3 separate regions of the Mus musculus genome follow, and regions 1 and 2 are each linked to region 3. Evidence: chromatin contacts called from public HiChIP or PLAC-seq and promoter capture Hi-C data. All regions are on one chromosome and are shown on one strand. The core of a region is the stretch at or near the end of the contact, and the rest is flanking DNA. Distances in the headings are between cores, read along the strand shown. Region 1 holds the start of Smg9 (smg-9 homolog, nonsense mediated mRNA decay factor (C. elegans)). Region 2 holds the start of Ethe1 (ethylmalonic encephalopathy 1). Region 3 holds the start of Zfp526 (zinc finger protein 526).

What was found. Promoter capture Hi-C pulls out the DNA fragments that hold promoters and counts their contacts. HiChIP or PLAC-seq counts read pairs in DNA pulled down with a chosen protein or histone mark.
Region 1: a promoter capture Hi-C map of erythroid cells shows a contact between it and region 3, with 4 times the contacts expected there. The contact joins the promoter of Smg9 here to the promoter of Zfp526 in region 3. A contact is called at or near these places in 2 of 39 promoter capture datasets (erythroid cells and fetal liver) and 1 of 115 datasets of contacts at active chromatin or transcription factors (microglia).
Region 2: an H3K4me3 HiChIP or PLAC-seq map of bone marrow-derived macrophages shows a contact between it and region 3, with 2.3 times the contacts expected there. The contact joins the promoter of Ethe1 here to the promoter of Zfp526 in region 3. A contact is called at or near these places in 3 of 39 promoter capture datasets (hippocampal neurons, liver and pre-B cells) and 1 of 115 datasets of contacts at active chromatin or transcription factors (bone marrow-derived macrophages).

The regions. Positions count from the first base shown.
Region 1 is chr7:24,398,331-24,401,163 of GRCm38.p6, forward strand. Smg9 (smg-9 homolog, nonsense mediated mRNA decay factor (C. elegans)) reads left to right here and starts at 1,298. Exons shown (of 14, transcript NM_028047.2): 1 at 1,298-1,561.
Region 2 is chr7:24,592,589-24,595,374 of GRCm38.p6, forward strand. It overlaps Ethe1 (ethylmalonic encephalopathy 1), which reads left to right and starts at 1,320. Exons shown (of 7, transcript NM_001364014.1): 1 at 1,320-1,423; 2 at 1,830-1,974; 3 at 2,412-2,560. The coding sequence starts at 1,343.
Region 3 is chr7:25,220,019-25,222,799 of GRCm38.p6, forward strand. Zfp526 (zinc finger protein 526) reads left to right here and starts at 1,407. Exons shown (of 3, transcript NM_175436.5): 1 at 1,407-1,486. It also overlaps a transcript of Dedd2 not described here.

The DNA.
Region 1 (2,833 bases), core at 48-2,547, 820 kb before region 3:
ACCTAGCATGCATAACATGCATGGGGCTCTAGGTTTAATCCCGTGGAGTGTGCCTCTATCAGCACTCCAAGGAACATTTTTTTTTTTTTCAAATTTGAAAGAAAAGCCGAAGGGAAGGCAAACTTTAAGTCTTGGCAGCTAGGTGCCCATAGGAGAACAGAGAAGAGCTTGGCGGGGGCATGGAGGGAGGCGATGCTGTTTGAGTTAGGCTGACATGGAGATCAGCTCTGGGGACAAGCACGCATGTGTGCTTGTGTCTTGAAATGCAGATCAGTGGTAGAGCACATCCTACATAGCAAGGCCCTCTCTCTTTTCTCAGTACAGAAGAGAATGGGAGAGAATAACGAAAAGCCGAGGGGGTGGGGAGAGCCCAGCAGTCCTGAGGCCAAGGCAGGTGGGTTTCTTTGAGTTCTAGACCAGCCTGGTCTACACAGTAAGACCCCACCTCAAAACAAGAGAGCTGCCTTTAATCCCAGCACTTGGGAGGCAGAGGCAGGCGGATTTCTGAGTTTGAGACCAGCCTGGTCTACAGAGTGAGTTCCAGGACAGCCAGGGCTATACAGAGAAACCCTGTCTCAAAACAAACAAACAAACAAACAAACAAACAAACAAATAACCAAGAGAGCTGATTGTGGCGGCACACACAGGTAGGTTATGCTGAAGAGGCAGACACAGGAGGGTAAGTTTGAGGTCAGGCTGATGGACTCACGGTTTTTTTTCTTTAAGAAAGGAAAAGCAATAGGGGAGGTGGAACTTCTGCCTCTCAGCTGTCTTTCCATTGGGTGACTGCACCCTCTGCCCAGTGGCCTTCCAGCTGCTTCAGGCTGTGCCCCTAGTCCTTTGAATGTTTGCCCCTTCTGTAGCCCTGCGATCCGCCCACTTCTGCCGCCCACCTCGTGCCACAGGTCCAAGCCTAGACCTTTCTCTACAGATGTTCTGTCTTGGAGGAGCTGGGCTCTTCCTTAAAGTCCTTCAAGATCGCTTCTTGCAGCCAGCTGAATCAGTCTTGTGCTTGCTCAGATAAGGACGTTAATTCCTCCCTTCCGCCGTACCCTACCCCGATCGGTCTGACAACACTACAGAAGACCCGGGATTCGAACTCGAAATCTCCAGAGCTGCCCACCCAGCCAAACAGCAGGCCCGCCCAGAGAAACAATGCGCACGCGCCTTCTCAGCAGCAACATACTCCCTCGCCCCTCCGTAATCCGCATGCGTGCTGAAGCCAGCCACCTCCATTCACGCATGCTCAGTCTAACGCGCACGTTGGGTTCGCTTGCGCGCCCAGCCCGCGGCGCATGCGCCGAGCTAGCAGCGCAGGCCGTGACTCGTTGGGCTGCGTACTGTGGCTTCCTCTTCTTCCTCCTCTGGGAGCTTCCGGGACGCCAAGGCCTGTTCCGGAATAGCCGGCACCCGTTTTCTCGGCCTCTCTCATTCTCTGGCTTGTGACCTTCCGGCACCATTTACACGGCAGGTGGCTGTGGAGGACCTTCCCCGCCCACGCTGCACTCCCGTCACTCAGAGCGCGCGCTGCGACCCAGGAACTAATCAGCAGCTGCCCTAGGTAAGGGGAAGGGGGGACGCCCCGAGCCTGGGAGAGGCAGGCGCGCCGACGGGGCGGGGTTGGGGGTGGGGCGTATTCAAGCCCCGCCCCCGCCCTGCCGTTAAAAGGTCGCTGGGCGGCTGGCCAATGGGAGTAGGAACGTGAAGGTCTCGGAATTGCGGCGCCGTTAGCTGGAGGTACAAATAAATTAATAGAAACTATAGCCACTGTAAAGTGTCCCTGTAGTGCTGGTACGAGCCTTCTAACAGTATCGGGAGGAAATTTCTGGACACAGTCCCAAAGAAGCCGACATACACCTAGGGCCACCTTCCATGGAAATTGGATTTTGAGGTTCTTCATGCCTGAGTATTGGAAGGAGGCTCCATATAAGACTGCAAGTAGGGGCTGGAGAGATGGCTCAGAGGTTAAGAGCACTGACTGCTCTCCCATAGGTCCTGAGTTCAATTCTCAGCCACCACATGGTGGATCACAACCACCTGTAATGGGATCTGATGCACATTCTACTGGTGTGTATCTGAAGACAGCTACAGTGTACTCATATAAATAAATACATAAATAATATTTTTAAAAAGGGGGGCTAGAGAGATGGTTCAGCGGTTAAGAGCACTGACTGCTCTTCCAGAGATCATGAGTTCAAATCCCAGCAACCACATGGTGGCTCACAACCATCCGTAATGAGATCAGATGCCCTCTTCTGGTGTGTCTGAAGACAGCTACAGTGTACTTATATATTATAATAAATCTTAAAAAAAAAAAAAAAAAGACTGCAAGTAGACTAGGAAGCACTTAGAAAAATACGTGAATAGAACTGGACAAGGCGGCTCACACATGTAATTCCAGTAGTGTGGAGCCAGAAACAGGAGGGTCGCCATGAGTTTGAGACCAGCCTGAACTGCAGAGCAGGACCCTGTTTGAGAGGGAGAGGTGAGGAGGAGGAGGAAACAGTATTAAGTTGTGGAATGCACCATGCCTCAAGAGAAAAGGCATTAGAACAGTTAAGAATTGGGGGTCTCCTGGAAATTCTTGCAAAGCAACTTGTCAATTCTGGAAGATTCTCCAAAGAGGTGCTTCACATGTAGGTGGGAAGATAGCTCAGTGTGTGAAGTGCTTGTTTGCAAGCATGAAGACCCAGGTTTGATCCCCAGCAACCACATAAAAAGTGGAGCCTGGCGGCACGATCTTGTCATCCCAGTGCTGCGGAGGCAAGACTGGCAGATGTGCAGAGCTCCTTGCCCAGGCAAAAACAGTGTGGGGCTGTCAGGATGGTTGTAT
Region 2 (2,786 bases), core at 70-2,569, 630 kb before region 3:
GTGTGGTGGGTATGTGGGTGTGTGTATATGTGTGTATGTATGTGTGGGGGTTATGTGTGTGTATGTGTGTGTATGTATGTGTTGTGTGTGTGTGTGTGTTGTGTGTGTATGTGTGAGGTGTGTGTGTGTATGTGTGTGTGCACAAGCAGTTCCAGGTCATTCTAAGGCACATTGGAGTTTGAATGCAGCCTAGGCTACAAAGATCCAGGCTAAAAACAACAATAACGGGGAGTGGGGAGGAGAGGGAGATGGACAGGGAGAGGGAGAGAGAGCTCCTGTAAACAACAAAAGGAGGAAAAAGAAGGAAAAAAAAACCAGAGAAAAATAACTATTTCTGACAAAGGTGCTTAAATAACCCTTGTGAGGGGCTAGCAGAAGGCTCTGTTGCTAAGCAACCATTGCAGCAAGTTCGGTTCCTGGAATCTAGGTAAAAGTAGAAGGTGGAACCTGACCCTACAAAGTTAAACTGCACATATATGTCCCTTCAAAAAAGAATATGCATGTGCATGCGCGCGCACACACAAATACACACACATACACACACACACACACACACACACACACACCGGAGAGCATATATTGTTCTTTGTAGAGGATCCAAATTCTGTTCCCAGAACCGACACGGGCACTACACAACCTCCTGTAATCCAGTTCCCGAGGATCCAGTGTCTTCGATCTACACCGTTACACGCACTCGTCTGCACACACCCGACACAGACATAATTTTAAATAATACAAATAAGAATCTTAAATATTTATTGTTGTTGCTGTCCTTAGAAGACTTAGGCAGGATAGCCACGATTTTGTGGCCAGCCTGGGCTATATAAGATCCTGTCTCAGTCAAGCATGGTGTGTGCAAGCGCCTTTAATCTCAGCACTACAGAGGCAGAAGTAGGCGGATCTCTGAGTTCGAGACCACCCTGGTCTACAGGACGATTTCCGAAGTAGCCATAGCTTTGTAGTGAGAACCTGTGTCAGATACTGGTCCAACAGGTCCTCAAAATATGAATGATCGTGAATTTAATTTTTTTCCCTTAGCAGGTGACTAGCCGAACACGTGTTTTCCTGGAAAACGTCCCGTGGCTCTAAGTGTCTAGGGAGCCCTACTTCTCTCTCTGTTTCTATAACAGTATCTCTAAATGCCTTGAGTCCCTGGGCCCTTTCCTGTCGGTTTCAGGGTCTCACTGCAACCCTTGCTCCTTCCTTCCTTCCTTCCTGGGTCGTGTGTACTGCGGTTCCTTTAAGGCAGGCCCCGCCCTGGCCCGCCCTCCCGGGTCAGCCCCGGTGCGTAAGGCTCTGGCGGGGCGGCTGCAGGGCTCAGTGCTGAGCGGGCTCTGGCGCGATGGCGAGCGCGGTCGTCAGGGTCGCCGGGCGGCGGCTGAGCCAGCAAAGCGCATCCGGAGCCCCGGTCCTCCTGCGGCAGGTACGGAGAGGCGAACGGACGAAAGGACCCAGAGCCCGGGGCAGCGGGAGGGGCAGGACTCTCTGTCCTTTAAAGAAGGTCTGGGGCGTCCTTCATGCCTGGCTGTTGGGAAACAAGGAGTCCCGACCCTTTAACAGGGAGTAGTTAGTGGGACCCTGAGCTTGGGGTCGGGATCTGGGGCCCATTACCAGAGAAGGCGGGGTCCTTAACTTGGTGCTTGTTTGAAGATGAAGTTTCTTGATTCTGCTGGAGGGATCTGGGGGGACCCTCTGATTCCTGATCCTTGGGCAAAGAGGGTTGGGGTTGTAGCTTCAGGATTCTAGGAAGAAGGGGAGGCCTGGATACTGTATCCCCCAGGCATGGGAGTTAGGTCCGGGAACTCTCTCCGTTGCTCCATCCCTCCCAGATGTTTGAACCCAAGAGCTGCACCTATACCTACCTTCTGGGTGACCGGGAGTCAAGAGAGGCAGTTCTGATCGACCCCGTTCTGGAGACAGCGCATCGGGATGCTCAGTTGATTAAGGAGCTGGGGCTCAAGCTGTTGTACGCTGGTAAGTCCAGGACCAAACTTGGGCATGAGAGAGGCGGGGCCCCGGAGAAAGCGCTCTAGGAAAACAGGAGCCTGGACGCCTGAGTCTGGGGGAGGAGGGCTGGAGGATAGACCCTGGATGAAGGAGCATAGACCCCAGGGTCTGAAAGAAGATGATTGAGTCAGGGTCTGAGAGTCTGAGGGAGAAAGACGGAGCCTGGAGCTCTGGGCCTGAAGGAGGAAGATTGGGGTCTGGATCCCTGAGTTTAGAGGAGGAAGAGTGGGCTTGGATTCCTGGGTCTAGGGGAAGAGGGCTGGAGTCTGGACTGTTGGATGAGGGAGGAGCGGTGGAGTCCGGACCTCAGGGTCTGAGGGAGGTCTAGGGTCTGCCTTCCTGGGTCTGAAGGCTGGATGCTGTGGGCTGAAACATTCCGTTTTCTATTCCCTCTTCTCTCCTAGTGAACACTCACTGCCATGCTGACCACATCACCGGCACGGGGGTTCTCCGGTCCCTGCTCCCGGGCTGCCAGTCTGTCATCTCCCGCCTCAGCGGAGCCCAGGCTGATTTGCATATCGGGGAAGGTGATTCCATCCGCTTTGGACGCTTTGTGAGTTGGGTCTTACAGAAGATGTTGTTGGCCACAGCTCCTTAGACTTTGAAGAGAAGAGGGTGCTCGGGGAATGGACTGCTGGGCCCAATGGAAGAAGGGTTGGTGGATTTAGGCTCAGACTCCTCAGCTCTGTTCTCTGTGGAAAGTACCATAAACCCAGGTGGAGCACTAGGGCAGGAGGCTGTAGGCAGGTGTGGCTCTGGCCAATCCCCCTAAGTCAACA
Region 3 (2,781 bases), core at 157-2,656:
TGCGCTTGCGCAAGAGCAAAACCTCGCTGTGTCTTGCTCTTGATGGTGGTTTCAGGCTCGGTGTGTGTCCCCTGAATCCTATGACACGACCTGGTGGAATTACTCATCCCACAGACTACCTCTTCCTCCTGATCACGTCCTAGACACCCACATGACCAGTGCCAACAGCTGTCAGCGCAAAGTAAACCAGTCACGAGGGTCCCGACTCCCTGGAGCGCTCAAGGCTCATAATCAGGACTTGTAATACAGTATGCCCCATTCTGGTGGCAACCAGAAACCTACAACTCAACTCTGCTGTCTCAGATCCTACATGGAAATTCTTGCTCATACAGCTCCCCAGCCCCAATTTATAAATTCTCCAGTCGCAAGCAGCAGAATGATACCTCTTCCCAAATCTCAATAGACCTTGCCACCCCCTGTGTGCAGCACATTCCGAAGACGTCCATCAGCACCTCCTATCATAGACACCACACCCACGGTTAGAACAGCCTTTGTACAATCGCTTCTGAGCCCTCTTGAGTCTTGGAGCCACCCAGATGCCCCTCCTAACCTGCACCTATGAGAGCAATCCTGTCACAGAAGTGGAGGCTAGGGTGTCTTCATGTCCCCTACACGAGGCCTTGAGCGTGACGGTCGCTCCTCCTCCCCCACTTAGGTGACTCAAGGTCAGGGCCAGCACGTGCCTAAGACAGGTCTCTTCTAGGACTGGTTTCCACCCCCGGAATTGTCTCCCTAAGGGGCGGGAGGCTCTGGCTCAATGCTGGCTGTTTGTTTCCCTTTTCTGGGCCTTAGCTTTTCCACCTGTGAAACGGATGGCAGTGGAGTCCACGGTATGGGCTCTCTGTGTGAATATCATTGAATCAGACAAAGAATGGGAGGAAGGGGAAAGCTATTTATAAACGGTAAAGCTTCTATGATGGGTGGGCTATAGTGAGTACTACGGTGTATCAGGCCCCGAGCCGAACATTTTTATGTGTATGACAAAATTCAATGCCTTCAACAACCTTTCAGGAGATGCGATTCCAGTCCACTTTGCACGTAAGCAAAAACTGAGGCGGCGCAGGAAAAGTACAAGTGTGTCTGGCTTTTTAGTTACGCTGTCAGAAACGCTCAGTCTCTTCTGCTACGAGATAACACCTGTCAAAGTCTCGCACCGCCACGTTCATTTGTGCGACCTCGCTCTATAAGGATGCACACTTTTCTCCGCTGAATTTTCAAACAGCAGGAAAGGAGCGGCCCCGGAGAACTGCGCAGGCGCCTCTCCTGGTCCCGGACACCGCCTCCAGGGCACTGGTGTCTGCGTGGAGAAACTCGCGGAGCCCCGCCTGACTCCCAACACGCAGGCGCGAGGGCGCGTGCCCTGCGCTACCAGCTCTGATTGGCTGCCTCTCCTGAGAGCACCGCCCAATGGGAGGCGTGGATAGTGAAGGGTCCTACACTACTGGAGTGGAGGGTCTGTGTCAAGAGCGGCAGGGGCTGCTTGGAGGTAAGAGAGATGGGTGAGGGCGCCGCAGGGCGGGCGGGGAAGAGAGCGCTGGGTGTAAGGAGAGAGTGGAGGAAGAGGGAAGGGTACGCTCAGGGTCGGAGAGCCTTGGGGCCTGCGCTTGGGGCTGGAGCAGCGCGGGATGATCGACAGCTCCTTCCTGTGTGCCCTAGAGGCGTCGTTGGATCCCCTGCTTGTGCTGGCCTCAGCTTGAGCTCGCTTGCACACCCCACCCCTGCAGGGGGCTCTCACGCTGCAGAGAAGAGGAATCTGGTAGGAGGGAAAAAAGCAGTGTAGCGGGAAAGTTGAACTTTCAGGCCCCTGGTGTAGGTGCTTAGATCTCCTTTCCGTATACAGAGGTATTAGCTGAATTCCACCTACCCCCTGACACGGTGTAGGACTGGGAGGGAAAAGAATGCAGGCGGAAAAGTGTCCATTTCGGGATACCTGTGCTACTTTCTAGAAGGACAGTGTTATTAGGATTGTGTGCAAGTTAAGTGAGTTTTGGAAGGATTGAGTTGGATGAAATTCAGAGAGCACATAGGATTGGGTCCTGTGCACCATGTTTTTCTGTGTATGAGCTCATCCATACTTTGTAAAGTTTGGGCATCCGCTCCTTACCTGCTACAAGCCATGTAGCATGCTCTGATCCAAGCCAGGGGAGTTCTGTCTTGGCAGTGAGGCTGTAACTAAGGCAGAATGCTAACCTCCCCCACCCCCAGCCCATTTGATTGTTTCTAAGAAAATCCTTTATGGACTGGTTCGGACTTAATGAGGAGCCAGGCAGGTGTAGTGGCACCCGCTTTCAATGTCAGCACTGGGGAGGGAGAAGCTGGTAGATTTCTGTGAGTTTGAGGCCAGTCTGCCCTACATAGTGAGTTCCAGATAGGCCAGGGTTACAAGATGAGATGCTTCAAAACAGAGCGCACTTAATGGGGTATTTGGAATTGGTAGATAAGGAAAGTTTGGTTCCTGAGCATTTAGCAAGTCATTTATCTGCAAATGGTTTATTGGTCATCAACTAATAACAGGGCCTTGTACTGGGCTATGTATCATGGAAATGCATAAAATGGGTAGACATGTAGTGTGCACAGAGATGGTTAAGGTCCCAGGACATCGTCTATAGGGAGCCTTAACTCGTCACTGAATGAGTCTGTGTATTTACTGTGTGCTGGGCACCTTTCTTGGCACTGGAAACACCTCGGTGGTGAAGAGGCTAAGATCCCTGCCCTCTGGGAGCAGTACATGAGCAGCCTGTATGCCAGGGCTACCAGCTAAAGTCTCCATGCTCCTGGCAT